Regions from separate parts of the Mus musculus genome. Here region 1 is linked to region 2. The links are chromatin contacts, called in public Hi-C maps. All regions are on one chromosome and are shown on one strand. Each heading gives the region's core, a stretch centred on a gene start, on an enhancer-like site or on the middle of the called end of the contact. The rest is flanking DNA. Distances are from core to core; before and after follow the strand shown.

Region 1 (6,751 bases), core at 2,371-4,870, 310 kb before region 2:
GGGTAGGGAGTGGTGACAGCCAGCCAGTTTATCAGAGTCACTGAGTTTCAGGTCTGCTGAGAGAACTTATCTGTAAAAAACAAGATAGGCAGCCACCAAGGAAGCCTGACATGTGACCTCTGGCTTCCACAGGCACCCCCCGCCCCACACACACACACAGCAAGCAGTTAGCTTCTCGGGCCTCTCCTTATGGGCCACGTCTGTAATGTCCTACTGTGTCGCCACAGCGCTAAGAGTGATTAGTGCACTGGTCCAGACTGAAGTGGAATGCTGAGCGCTCTTTTTGTATATCTGCTACTTCGTTTTGATTCTGAGAAACTTAGTTTTGTTTTAAAGAGACTGATGCAAAGAGACTCTAAAGAGACTTAAGGGATGTGGACTTGCTTAGGTTCTGGTCATCTTAAGCTTCATTAGGCTAAGTTTTAATTGAACTGCTGAGGAATGTGGCTTTCTCCAGTTTCCCATAGGCCAGAGTGACGCTTAAACTAGACAGGATGACCTTCTGGAATCTTCTCAGTCACACCAGAATGATATGTGGCTGATTGTTTCCAGCTTTGTCCCAAGGAACGTGTTCTGGGTTCTAGAATTTGTCCAGAGGCAGATTCAGAGCTGCAGAGATTTGGGCCTGATCTGAAGACAGAGCAGGGACAGAAATCTTGGCTAAATTTAGGTATGCCAATTACTGGGTAGATGGGGGAAAGCTGCTAAAAGACAAAAGTCTTTCCAGGTTCAGAAATAGACTCTTATTTCAGTAGTGCTTAGGTGTGGGAGGTTGACTCTGAACGAAACAAAGAGATGGTAAAACTGAGTAATTATGAGATAAGTGGAGTGCAGGGTTTTAATAAAATCTTGTTAAAATTTTTGACAAGAGGTTTTTTTCCTTATGAAACTTTTAGATAAACTTTAGAAGAAAGCAGGAAAAAGTCTTTGTGATCTTGAGATCGGCAAAGACTTTAAAACTATAGAACCCAGGACAGAGCTGCATAAATGACTCGGTGGTTAAGAGCACTTACTGTTCTTGCAGGTCCCGTCCCACTACCTTGTCAGGCGCGTCACACCTGTAACTTCACGGCAGGGGACCTGAGGAAACCCGGCTTAGGTGCTGCGCATGCGCACACACACACACACACACACACACACACACAATTTAAAAATAAAAAGAAATATAAACTATAAAAGTAAATGTTGGGTTCCATCAGAATTTGAAATGGTTACTTTGTAGAAATTCTTAATTTCCATTAAAAATTGAAAAGGAGAGCTAGAGAGATGGCTTCGAGTTATGAACATTTTCTGCTTTTCCAGGGGACCTGAGTTCAGTTCCCAGCACCCATGTTGAATAGCTCACAACTGCTGGGAACTCCAGATTCATGGAATCTGACACTTTGTTCTGGCTTTTACAGGTATCACACACACACAAATATTCATACAAGTTTAAAAACAAGATCTCAAGAGGCAAGCCAAGGGCTTCCATTTAGAGTCTATAAAGACCTAGAGCTCAGTAGGAAGAAGACAACATGTTTGAATAGACATTTTATCAAAGAAGCTAAATAATAGCTAATACATACCTGACAAGATGCTCAGAACTCTTAGCCGTCCGAACGTGGTTCGATGTGGTGGCACAAGCCTTTAATTCCAGCATGTGGAAGACAGAAGCAAGCAGATCTCTGTGCATTAGAGGCCAGTCAGTGCTCCATAACGAAGCTTGTGGGTAAGGGGAGGATCAGCTATGAGCATGAGTAAAATCTGGACCCCTGACAGTACCAAGGTTGGTGGAGGTAGAGCGACCGGACTCATGTGCTGCTCTAAATGTAAAGTAATACAGCTGCCTGGGGAAGCAGCTGGGTCGTTTCTTGTAAGTTGGAAATATGCTTCTCCTGTGAACTAGCAGTTCCACGCCTGCATTTACTTCAGAGAATACAAATGTGTGCACACAGAAACTCACTCCTGAAGGGTCATTGTGACTTTATCCATAATAGCACTAAGCTGGACATCATCTAAGTGTCCATCTGGTGATGGATAAGCAGCCTCTACTCTGTCATTAGAAGGGACTACTACCCAGCACTCATGAACAAACTCCTTACTGACGTAAGCAACAGCATGAACAAGTCTAACTGCTATGCTTGCAGCTGGAGAGATGGCTCACTGGCTGAGAGCTCTTGCTGCTCTCAGAGGGCCGACCTGGTTTCAGTTCCCAGCACCCACATGGCAGCTCACAACTGTCTGTAACTCCTCCTATTCCAGTGGGTCTGATGCTTCCTTCTGCCCTCTGCAGTCATCAGGCATACACACAGTGCACAGGCACAACATGAGGCAAAACACTCATATACACAAAATAAATCTGTAAAATAAATTTTAAAATTTCAGTGAGGTACAGTGATTTTTATAGGATTAGATTCCAATTAGAGTCAGGGTTAGGTCTGAATTTCTTTGAGACACATGATTTTGAAATATCCATCCCTGGATTGAATTGCAAAGAGCTTACTGGTCATTAAATTGAGTCAAATTTAGACTAGTGTTCCTTTTTTTTTTTTTAAAAAGATTTATTTTTATTTATGCATGTTCGGCTATGTGCACACGAGTACACAGGTGTGTTATGTATGTGTATGCATACGAGAGCAGCAGATCAACTGACATGGCAGCGCCATCTCTGCAGCCCTGTAGTATACTTTTGGTATGTTTTTTATGTTAAGAACTTTAGTTTTTTATGTATGACTTTTACCTGCATATATGTATGTGTATCAAATGTGTGCCTGGGGTATGTGAAATCAGAAGGTGTGTCAGACACACTTGAATTGGAGTTACAGATGGCTGTGAGCTATCATGTGGGCACTGGGAATTAAACCTGGCTCCTCTGGAAAAGTGCTGCCCTTAAGGCTGAATCATCTCTCCAGCCATGCCTTAAGAGCCTTATTTTTAACAAGAGATAGAGCAGGTGTGCTGGTGCCCTTTGAGGCAGAGTCGGGAGGGTCACTGAGTTTAAGGCCTGCCTGGTCTTCATAGTTCCCAAGACAGCCAGGGTTATATAGAGAGACCTTCTCTCAAAACAAACAACAGGGATTGTAGGGTGTAAAGTGTATTTGAAGTTGTTAGGTTAGAACAGGAAAACTCTAGAAAATAACTTTGATTTTTGAGTTCCTGCCCCCACCCTCTGGCATAAATCTTTCATGGGTCTCACAATGTTTACTGCTTAAATGACTGCTTAAATAATATCTTCTTTTGACCCACAGTAAGTTACTTTTACAGTTTTTTCCCTCCCCCAGTTATTCCCTGCCATTGCTTCTTGTGCCTGCTTCCCCATATACTTAAAAAACAACAACAACAACAAAACCATAGTTACTTTTCTGTGTAAGAGTATTTGGTGGCATGGATGTAAGTGCATCATGCTCACACCTGGTATCCATGGAGGTCACGAGAAGACATCTGATTGATCCCTTGGAACTGACATTAGAGACAGTTATGAGCCACTATGTGCATGCTAGGAACTGAACCCAGGTCCTCTGTGAGAGCAGCCAGTGCTCCCCTGAGTCATCTCTCCAGCAACCACCCCTACCTTATAACATCCTCCTTTTGAGACAGGGTCCCTCAATTTCCTAATCTTAAATGCCCTTTCAGCTCAGCCTCCACGATAGTTGAAACTACAAGTCTGTGTCACCATTGCCTGCTTTCTTCCTGCATATGACCTCTCCTCAGAGTTGGTGCTGTCATTCTCTCCCAAGTCTAGGTTTCTCCTAAGATTGTAAGTTTTACTGGCTTACAGCTTATAGTTTGGAATGTGTGACCATGTGACAGGAAGCTCTTCAGCACTTCCCTTTATTTGTTTGTTTGTTCAGGATCCTGAATACAGGATCCTGCTCCACAGGTCAGGGTGACCTCAGACTTGAGCCCACCCACATCAGCCTCCTGACTTGCAGGGACAGCTGGCACTGCCACCATGACTGCTAAAATCAGTTAGCCTCTTTCTCCTTTGGTTAAAAAAAATAATAACTTAAAAAATATTTTTTTTTTGTTGCTTAAAATCTAAAATGAAGTAATAGTTCTTTAAATTTTCAAATCAAATATATAATTTGAGCTTTCATTCTACCTATCTCCCAACTACTCCTCTGGCTGGCCAGGGAGGAAGGGCTTCTTTTATTACATCAGAATTCCTGGTTAATATCATAGGCTCTCAAATCAAATTGTCTGGCTCTCTCAGCTATCAAATAGGTGGCTTTATCAATGTATTTCAGCTCTCTGTGCCTCTGTTTCCTAACCTAATAGATCATATACTAGATGTGGTTGACCTGAGGGTTGAATGATGTAATGCAGACGAAAGACTTGTCCCACAGTCAATTCTCAGCAGCATACTCTTGTTACTGTCATTGTCCTTGAGAGAGCCCCAGAACATCAGTATTTTGGATGGTTGCTATGATTGTTTCCACATGAGATCGCTCTAGAAAACCAGCTAATCTCTTGGGGAGAGTATAGCCACCTTCCTCTCTTACTGGAGCTGCTATGGCCTGACATAAGCCACAGTCATATTTGGCAAGTCAGCGACCTTTAGAACAAGACCACCTGGGTCTGGGATTTCCATTCTCAGCTTTCTTTCCCTGTAGTTCAGGACCAGCTCTTCTAGAACAGCTGGATCTCTTCTTTTCTCACCATGTCTCCACTTTACATCTACAACCAAGACAGGCTAAGTAACTAGTCCAAGACCAAACTCCTGCTCTTCTCCATTCCTGAGACGGTACTTAGAAGCAGTCACTCTGTCCCTGGTGGTCTTTCTAAATACTTTGCTTTATGATGCTGAAATTTGTCGTCACTCCCCTTTTTGGCATGGTATTTTTACCTGCCTCTAGGCTATCAGACTCCCTCACTCACCTTTGCAAGTACTCGCTCTTTCTTTAAAAAGCATTTTATTTTAAAATATGTTTATTAATTACTTATTCTTTAATTATTTGTATATCTTTGAAAATGCAAGTTCCCACAGAGGGCAGAAGAGGGAGTCCGAGCCTCTGGAGCTGGAGGAAGTTGTGAGCCGCCCCACTGGGTGCTGGGAACCAAGCTCAGATCCTCTCTACATAGCAACGAGCTCTCTTAACCACGGGCCCCTCACACTCATTCTTAGTTAGTTGGCCTTACTGCCTCTACTGTGAAGACACTGGCTGGCTCTTAAGGCAAGGTTACCGCTGTCCTGCCTGACCTTCACACTTCTCTGTCGCTGTCCTTAGCATGTGTAATTGTCCACTTTCCACAGTGAATCGCGTTCATCTGTGAGCAGCCCTAACTAAATTCAGTGGGTATAGACGTCAGCAGCAACAGAAAGACATGGCATGGGAAAGGGCTTTCTTGCTAGGAAGAAGCGGGGATTCAGCAGGAGTGGGAGGGGGATGAGAGAGGGTAGTATGGGGTGAAAATGACCAAAATACACTATATGCATTTATGAATTTGTCAGATAAGTATTGTGTCTTGCTTGGACAACATACCATGTTTTAGGCCAGTCTGAGTTCATGGTTAAGGCACTTGAGAAAAAAACCAAAGGCAGGGAGGTAGTTCTATGATAGGACCATGTGTAGTATCCAGATGATCTCTATGATAGGACCATGTGTAAGCATCTAGATTAGCTCTCTGATAGGAGTATAGAATGCTTAAGGCTTTGAGCTTGACTCCCAACACAAAAAGGAAGAAGAAAAGAAAGGAAAAGGAAACAAAAAGAGGGGCAAATGCTGTTTTAACTTATCCCTGTGCCTCAGGACTTCAGCTTTTATCAGGTAGTCAGACCAGATGCTCAAGAAATATACAATGAAGAGTATGCCGTGCAGAGAAACCAAAGGTGTTGGCTGTTGGAAAATTCCATGTTGAACTGCCTGTAGTTTTAGAAAATAATTCTAACCAAAGGGAAAATGTAGCTTTCTAGGGATTGGGGCAGCAAATTGAGGTCAGAAGATTAAATGTGTGATAGGTGGTAGTGGGTCAGAAGAAGTGTGTGCTTTTCAGACTCTTATGAACAAGAGCTTTAAGGCCTTTGGCAGAGGACAGAAGCTGGCAGGAGAGAACCAAGGAGCCTTTTGGTCCTAAGTATAAAATGTGTATGACTGTTTGAACATGCCCATGTTTTAGCTTTAGAAACTCATGGAACTTTGTGTTCTTTGTTCTTGTCTGCATATTTAACTTGAAAATAATTTTTTCTCTCTGCTTACTTCCTCTAGTAAGAGAGATATTGCAAGAACACGTCATCTGTTCTCTGGGCTTTGGCGTCTTCTGCATGCCCCAGTGCCCAGGTCTGACAGGCAAGGAATGGGGTTGTAGTCTAGTACGGCAGCACACCAGCTTTCTGTGATTTGGGGGATTGCCCACTCAGAAGTATTATGTCATGGGACAGAGGAGGGTGAGCTCATCTTATTCTGATTGACTGGGTTGTTCCTGGAAGGCTGCAGTCAGTTGGAGGCACCTCATTACAAGAGTGCTGGGGACCAGTTGGAAAGAGTTCACAGGAGACCCACAGGCATGCTTAAAGGACCAGAGAGGCTGACTAATGAGGAAAGAGTATAAATGGAACCAAGACAGCAGAAGTACACAACTGTGTAAATATCTCAGGGATATAAACTTGATGGGGGAGAGCAGCTCTTGGCTTTTTGGTTTTGTTTTTTGTTTTGTTTTTTTTTTGTTTGTTTGTTTGTTTTGTTTTGTTTTTCAAGACAGGGTTTCTCTGTATAGCCCTGGCTGTCCTGGAACTCACTTTGTAGACCAGGCTGGCCTCAAACCAGAAATCCGC
Region 2 (6,565 bases), core at 3,657-6,156:
AAACAAAAAACAAAAAACCACCAAGCCATTTCATTGGGCCTGTTTTTGAGACAGGGCCTCATCGATTGGAGGTTGGCCTCATATTTGCAGTATAGCTGAAGATGACCTTGAACTCCTAACCCTCCTGCCTCTACTACCTGAGTCCTGGAGCTGTAGTAGGACACCACCACATCCAGCTTATTCAGAAAAGGAGATCAAACCCAGAGCCTCGTGAATGCTAAGCTAGCACCCCACCGGTGAACTGAGCTACCTGCCTGGTGCCCTAACACTATCAGGAGGCGTGGCCTTGTTAGAAGAAATGCCTAATGGGGTGGGCTTTGAAGTCTCAGAGCCTCAAGCCAGGCTACTTACTGCCTCACTGTCTCTTCCTGCTCCTTTATGGATCTAGGTGTAGAGCTCTCAGCTGCCTCTCCAGCACCATGTCTGCTTGCATACCGCCATGCTTCCCACCATGATGACAAGGGACTATACGCCAGCCCCAGTCAAATGTTTTCCTTTATAATCATTGCTGTGGTCACGGTGTCTCTTCCCAGCAATACAACCCTAGCTAAGACGGTGACCCTAGCTGTAATGAACGAAATGGTTAATAACCCACAAATAGCAGCCTCCTTCCTGTCCTCAGGGAGCTGAGCTCTGCAGATCAGTGCAAACCCACTGCACTTGCCATGCCCCCAATTCTGACTTCTGCCCAAATCAGGAAACCTAGACATTACCAACATTCGCAAGCCACAGAAGATGGGGGCCCAACTCCCAGCCAGGTTGGCTCTGGGGCTTGGAGACCATTGCTTTCTTTCCAGGGTCTCGCTCATGACCCCCACAGTTTGACTTTTCTTCCTCCCAGCCCCCGCCCCAATACCAAGGACCAATGTCTGGAATTGCAGTTGAGGCACTGTGGAAGACCTCGGTGTGTGGCCTTGCCACCCTCTGCGACTCCAGTGGGCACCCCTAGACAGAAAGCGATGATTTTCTGAGTCAGCATCTCCTGCTGGGTTTCCTAGCTGCCTTCTGAGCCCCCAGCACTCTCTGCTCAGCACAGAGGCACTGGCGAGTTAAGCGGATTTCATGCTATTTTCAAAGTCATCTTCCGTGGAAAAATTTTTTACACCATTAAACCTACTTTCTGCTGCTCTTCATTTCCCTAAAAGCCCCACTCTTCTTCCATGAGGTAAATAGCAATTGGAACACTTAGGAACCTGCTAGAAACATCCTGTAGGTAACCCTGATGTGGGTAGCTGGGGAGAAGGTTCCAGTGAGAAGTAGGGCAGACAGCCCACGACTGTAGCAGGCTCTCTGCATGCGCTAAGCCTTGCTTCTTGGCTTCCTGATCCCTCCTAAAGACTTCTATGCCAGAGCTGTCCCTCAGATTAGCAGCCTGCTAAGGACTCAGCAAACTGAAGTCAATCTTTTGAGGAGTCTGAGCTTAGTCCTCTACCACTGAACAACACACTCCAGTGCCCCCCTCCCCCACTGCCTCCTAAGCAATTTCAGATTGGATGGTCAGGATGAGCCCAGATGCCATGCAAAGCCAGCATGAGCTTCCTGGTGCACCCCACTCTGTGTGGACCGCCAACCACAGCAGCCTCGCTGCCAACAGAAGCCTTGGAGAAGTCGAAGCCCAGTGACTCTCCTTAGCATCTGGCTATCAGACTTCCCCGGGCGAGAATGTAGATTTCCCAGCTCCTTCCGAAGTGAGACTGGCCTGCACCTCAGTCACAGATGATAGAACCTGGCAGGATGGCCGGGGGCCACAGGCGTGACCTGGTACGAGGGCTTTGCTCAGTGGAGAGGGCAGGGATGGACTAAGGGAAGGATTCTCTGTGACAGACCAGCAGCCTGCAGTCTTGCAAAGCCCGAGATGTTCCCACAGATCTGATGTCGTGGAGAAGTGGAATATGCTGGGTTAACTGCGCCAGCTTACAGCTGGATGCTATAGAAAGCAGGTTACCCAGAGAAGAGTTAGTGGGGCCTGGGAGAGTGAACCCTGAGTGGCTGCAGGTGAGGTTAAAACACTACTGAGGGCTATTTGGGAAGTAAGGTGGAGGACGGTGGCTCAGTAAGGGGACTTGCTGTTAGACTGGAGGACCTGAGTCTGACCCCTCACTCACCCGGGAGCCCGAGAACCACCATTAATCCAGGGGCACTTGAGTACTCCATAGAAACGAACTCCCGAGAAAGGCTTTCTTGGTTTTGTTTGTTTGTTGCTTGTTTTTTGAGATGGGGTATCCTCGTCTTTGTAGCCCAGGCTGGCCTCCTCCTCAGCTTCCCATAGACTGAGATTACAGTCACATCCCACCACACCCGGCTCATTCTCAAGGAACATTCAGCATCAAATCAGGTGTCACTATAGCCGAAATGATTTCCATAAAAAAAAAAAGTGAGAGATTCCCTCAGTGGGAACTGCGGAAATAAAAGGGAAAACTAATGTTTCTTTAGCCTGGTTTTTAATTTTTTTAAAGATTACACTTGTCTATCGTTTGTTTACTAGTTAGTGTGTTTGTAGGTGTGTGCCACAGTGTGCATGTAGAGACCAGAAGACAACTTGCAGGAGTCAGTTCTATCCATCTGCTGGGTCTCAGGGATCAGACTCAGGCCCTCCAGTTTAACAGCAAGTCCCCTTACTGAGCCATTTCATATGACCGAGGGTGAGAGTTAATTCAGACAGGGCCTCAGTACATAGCTCTGACTGGCCTACAACTTGAAGGTTGGCCTCAAACCCAGATCCCCCTGCCGCTGCCTCCGGAGTGCTGGGGTTCATGATGTACATCACTACCACATCCAGCCTCCTAGAGTAAAACTTTTATATTTAAAATAGTCCTGCCGGGCAGGGGTGGTGCACGCCTTTAATCCCAGCACTTGGGAGGCAGAGGCAGGCAGATTTCTGAGTTCGAGGCCAGCCTGGTCTACAGAGTGAGTTCCAGGACAGCCAGGGCTATACAGAGAAACCCTGTCTCGAAAAACCAAAAAATTAAAATAAAATAAAATAAAATATTCTCTCTGGGTGACTGGAGAAGTGGCTCAACAGTTAAAAGCACTGCTAAGCCAGGCAATGGTGGTGCGCACATTTAATCCCAGCTCTTGGGAATCAGAGGCAGGCAGATCTCTGAGCTCAAGGTCAGGTGGTGTAAAGAGCAAGTTCCAGGAGAGCAAGGACTACACAGAGAAACCCTGTCTTGAAACAAAGAAAAAGAGCACGGGCTACTTTGCCAAAGGATGAGGCTTCATTTCTCAACATTTCATGACGGTTCACAACTGTCTAGAACTCTAGCCTAAGAGGATACACACCCTCTTCTGGCCTCTGCAGGGACCAGGCACACATGTGGTACACAAACACGCATGCAGACAAAAATGCCCAAACACATAAAATAATAAATTTAAATAAAATAAAACCTTCCCTTAGAGCCACACAGAATGTCACCAAGGGGATAAAACTAAATTCCCACATTGTTTTCCTCTTGGTACACCTTGCTGCGCTGGACTTTCTTCCCAGAGGTATCCACGGTAGAAAGTGGCATCAAAAGAACACAAATAGGGCTGGAGAGATGGCTCAGTGGTTAAGAGCACTGGCCACTCTTCCAGAGGTCCTGAGTTCAATTCCCAGCAACCACATGGGGGCTCACAACCACCTGTAATGAGATCCATATGCCCTCTTCTGGTGTGTCTGAAGACAGCGCTAGTGTACTCATAGACATGAAATAAATAATTCTTTAAAACACACACACAAGCCGGGTGGTGATGGTGCACACCTTTAATCCCAGCACTCGGGAGGCAGAGGCAGGTGGATTTCTGAGTTTGAGGCCAGCCTGGTCTACAGAGTGAGTTCCAGGAAAGCCAGGGCTATACAGAGAAACCCTGTCTTGGGAAAACAAACAAACAAACAAAAAAACACACACACACAATTTCAACAAGTGTCAACTTCAAAACCAGCATGAAACTGGGCATGGTGGCCCCCACCTTTACACCTTTAACCCCAGCACTCAGGGAGGCAGAGGCAGGCGGATCTCTGTGAGTTCGAGGCCAGCCTGGTATACAGAGCAAGTTCCAGGATAGGCAGAGCTACATAGTGAGACCTCAGCATGAAGCATCATTGACGAGTATGAACACAACTTAGGTTCCTTGGCCTTTGTAGGCAGATTATAAAGGAAACAACTCTTCTAAATAACAACAACACTGGACACCCACACCCACGCACACACATGCACACACACAATCATTTTTCAATGATACGAACACATCTTCCCCAACAGAAGCTAAAATTTCTGCTGCAGGTTTAGGGCTTCATGGTGATCTCGGATGTCATCATCTTCCCAGCTCAGGACCAGAGCATAGAACATGTTTTACTGGAGAGTAACCCTGAACAAGCCTCTCTTTAGGTATTAGCCCACCCTCCATTCAAGCAGAAATCAGACCGAGGGTCCACCATCACACTCACTCGCCTAAGCCTTACTATGGGAAGACGGGTGCCCACCACACCACCATGGGCACAACCGTGATCTTGCCTTCACATGGGAAAAAGGAGGCACACGAATATCTAAGGTGGGAATTGCTATCTGGATGAGACCCTGGAATCCACATTCCTGACACGTCCTCCCCCTAGGCAGTAGTCTGTAGATGTATTTTGTTTTTGCAGTACCAGAAACTGAACCCAGGGCATCACCCATAGTGGGCAAATGTTTATCCATTGAGCTCATCCAAACCCCCAGGATGGTTGCTAGGTCCCACTAAGAGACTCTGCTTCCCAGCCTAGGAAGGCATGTTCTGGTGCTGAGTATAAGGAACTGTACTTTCTGTCAGAGTTCTCAGGAGAGACCCTGGGACTCCCTCATGGCCCAAATGGAAAGGAATCGGAACCTAGCTCCCACCCAATGGTAGTGTCTCTCATTGTACTGGACTGCCACCTGCTGGCCAGAAGTTGCCACTGCAAGTTAGGTTGAAATCCCCTAGTCCGATTCCTTCACCCAAATTCTTACAGGTGCAGCGGAGACCCCAGACCAGAGCATAAGCATGTGAGCCCTATGGAAAGGGAGGGAAGCATACAGGAGAAAGAAAGGTCTGTGTGATGGGTACAACATGAGAATCAGAGAGAAGCTCAGCGGTAGGTAGGAGCTAGACTGGGTGAGCCTCACTACTTTGGAATTTGTGCTGAGGGCAATGGGAAAGCCAGCAGGGAATCCGATTCAGGGAAGAGGACTCAGGACCCTGTCAAGAAGCAGCAATAGATTGAGTAGAGGCAGAGTCGACTTGAATAATTCTTATCGAAGATAAGCTGCTGTTGGCACAGATTACAGGGTAGCTATGAAGACAGAGGGGGATATTGGCCTTTGAGGAATATTTAAGACCACTGTTGATTAGGTTTGCAGAACTGGAGCTCACAGGTTTAACACTAAGACAGAATTAAAGCATCGTCCCATTCTCTTTTCCATATCAGCACCTACTGTGTGCCTAAAATTAATCTATCATCTAAGGGTGCTGTAAGCAAAAGAAAAAAAAGAAAAAAACCCTGTTTTTCAAACAGTCTGCATGCAACCAAACAAGAAAGCAACAAATAGAAACAAGAACCTACTAGAGAATTCAAAAGGGTAACGTAATAGGGACTCAGAGGTCCGATGTTTGCTGCATAGACAACAGGGAAAAGCATTGGAATCGGCTATGGGAATGAACACCTGTTATCCCAGCCCCCAGGAGGCTGAAGCATGACCATCCTATGTTCATGGGCTACACACTAAAACCTGTGTTCAAAAGGAGAGAGAAGCCAGGCAGTGGTGGCGTACACCTTAGATCCCAGCACTCTGGTGGCAGAGACAGTTGGATCTGAGTTTGAGACCAGCCTGGTCTACAGAGCAAGTTCCGGGACTACCAGAGCTACACAGAGAAACCCCATCTCAAAGATGGTTTCTCTGACACAGAGAAAGTCAGGCTTCATGACTTTTGTGTTTTATAAAACCATAAGAAAAGGAGTACATTTGGTGAACGTGCAGTCAGGTGTTGGGGAAGGAGGTGCCTCTGTGGGCCAGTGCTGAGGCAACCTCCCCTCTAAGGGACAAGCCACAAGGTGGGATAGTATAGAGTTTATTCAGGGCATGAGGAGGGGAGTTGAGAGGGTAGTAGAGACAGAGAAAGGCAGAGAGAGAGGAGTAGAGGCTGGCCATGAGCACGTGAATGGGGAGGGGGGAGAGGAACTTAGAGAGCTGGTAAGGGGCTAGAGGACAGAGCAGGAGCAAGAGAGGAGGGGCCAAGCAGCCCCTTTTATAGTGAATCAGGCATGCCTGGCTGTTGCCAGATAACTGCGGGGCGGAGCCCAGACAATGATGCATAACTTTAATCCAGCACCCCCAAGGCAGAAGTAGGCAGATCTATCATCTAAGGGTGCTGTAAGCAAAAGATGTCAACCTGGTCTACACAGTTCCAGGCCAGCCAGAGCTGTGTAGTGAGACCCTGTATAAAATTAATTTTAAAAGGAAAGGGGAAAGATAAGAAAATGAGAGTACTAAACAAAGAGGGAGAAAGAACGGTGTCTTAGACCAAAGTAGCAAGTGTGTGTAATTCCTGAGCAGAAGGGACGTTCAGG

The links. Hi-C and Micro-C count contacts between places; a contact is called where the count stands out from the background.
Region 1: a contact with region 2 is called in a Hi-C map of bone marrow-derived macrophages, with 20 read pairs. The contact joins two enhancer-like sites. A contact is called at or near these places in 2 of 39 promoter capture datasets (the 3T3-L1 cell line and the C10 cell line), 2 of 15 datasets of contacts at CTCF or cohesin (embryonic stem cells and pro-B cells), 2 of 484 Hi-C or Micro-C datasets (bone marrow-derived macrophages and ventricular fibroblasts), 1 of 115 datasets of contacts at active chromatin or transcription factors (neural tube) and 2 of 9 other capture datasets (embryonic stem cells and macrophages).

The regions. Positions count from the first base shown.
Region 1 is chr12:84,956,155-84,962,905 of GRCm38.p6, reverse strand. The region is part of intron 1 of Arel1 (apoptosis resistant E3 ubiquitin protein ligase 1); the gene reads left to right. Among named protein-coding and RNA genes, the nearest start is that of Arel1, 11 kb to the left of the region's middle. Within about 2 kb of position 3,620, at least 13 of the 459 cell types and tissues checked have an H3K27ac peak or open chromatin away from gene starts, as enhancers often do. A contact at or near this core is called in bone marrow-derived macrophages, where this site is marked.
Region 2 is chr12:84,652,437-84,659,001 of GRCm38.p6, reverse strand. No RefSeq gene overlaps it. Among named protein-coding and RNA genes, the nearest start is that of Vrtn, 13 kb to the right of the region's middle. Within about 2 kb of position 4,906, at least 2 of the 459 cell types and tissues checked have an H3K27ac peak or open chromatin away from gene starts, as enhancers often do. A contact at or near this core is called in bone marrow-derived macrophages, where this site is marked.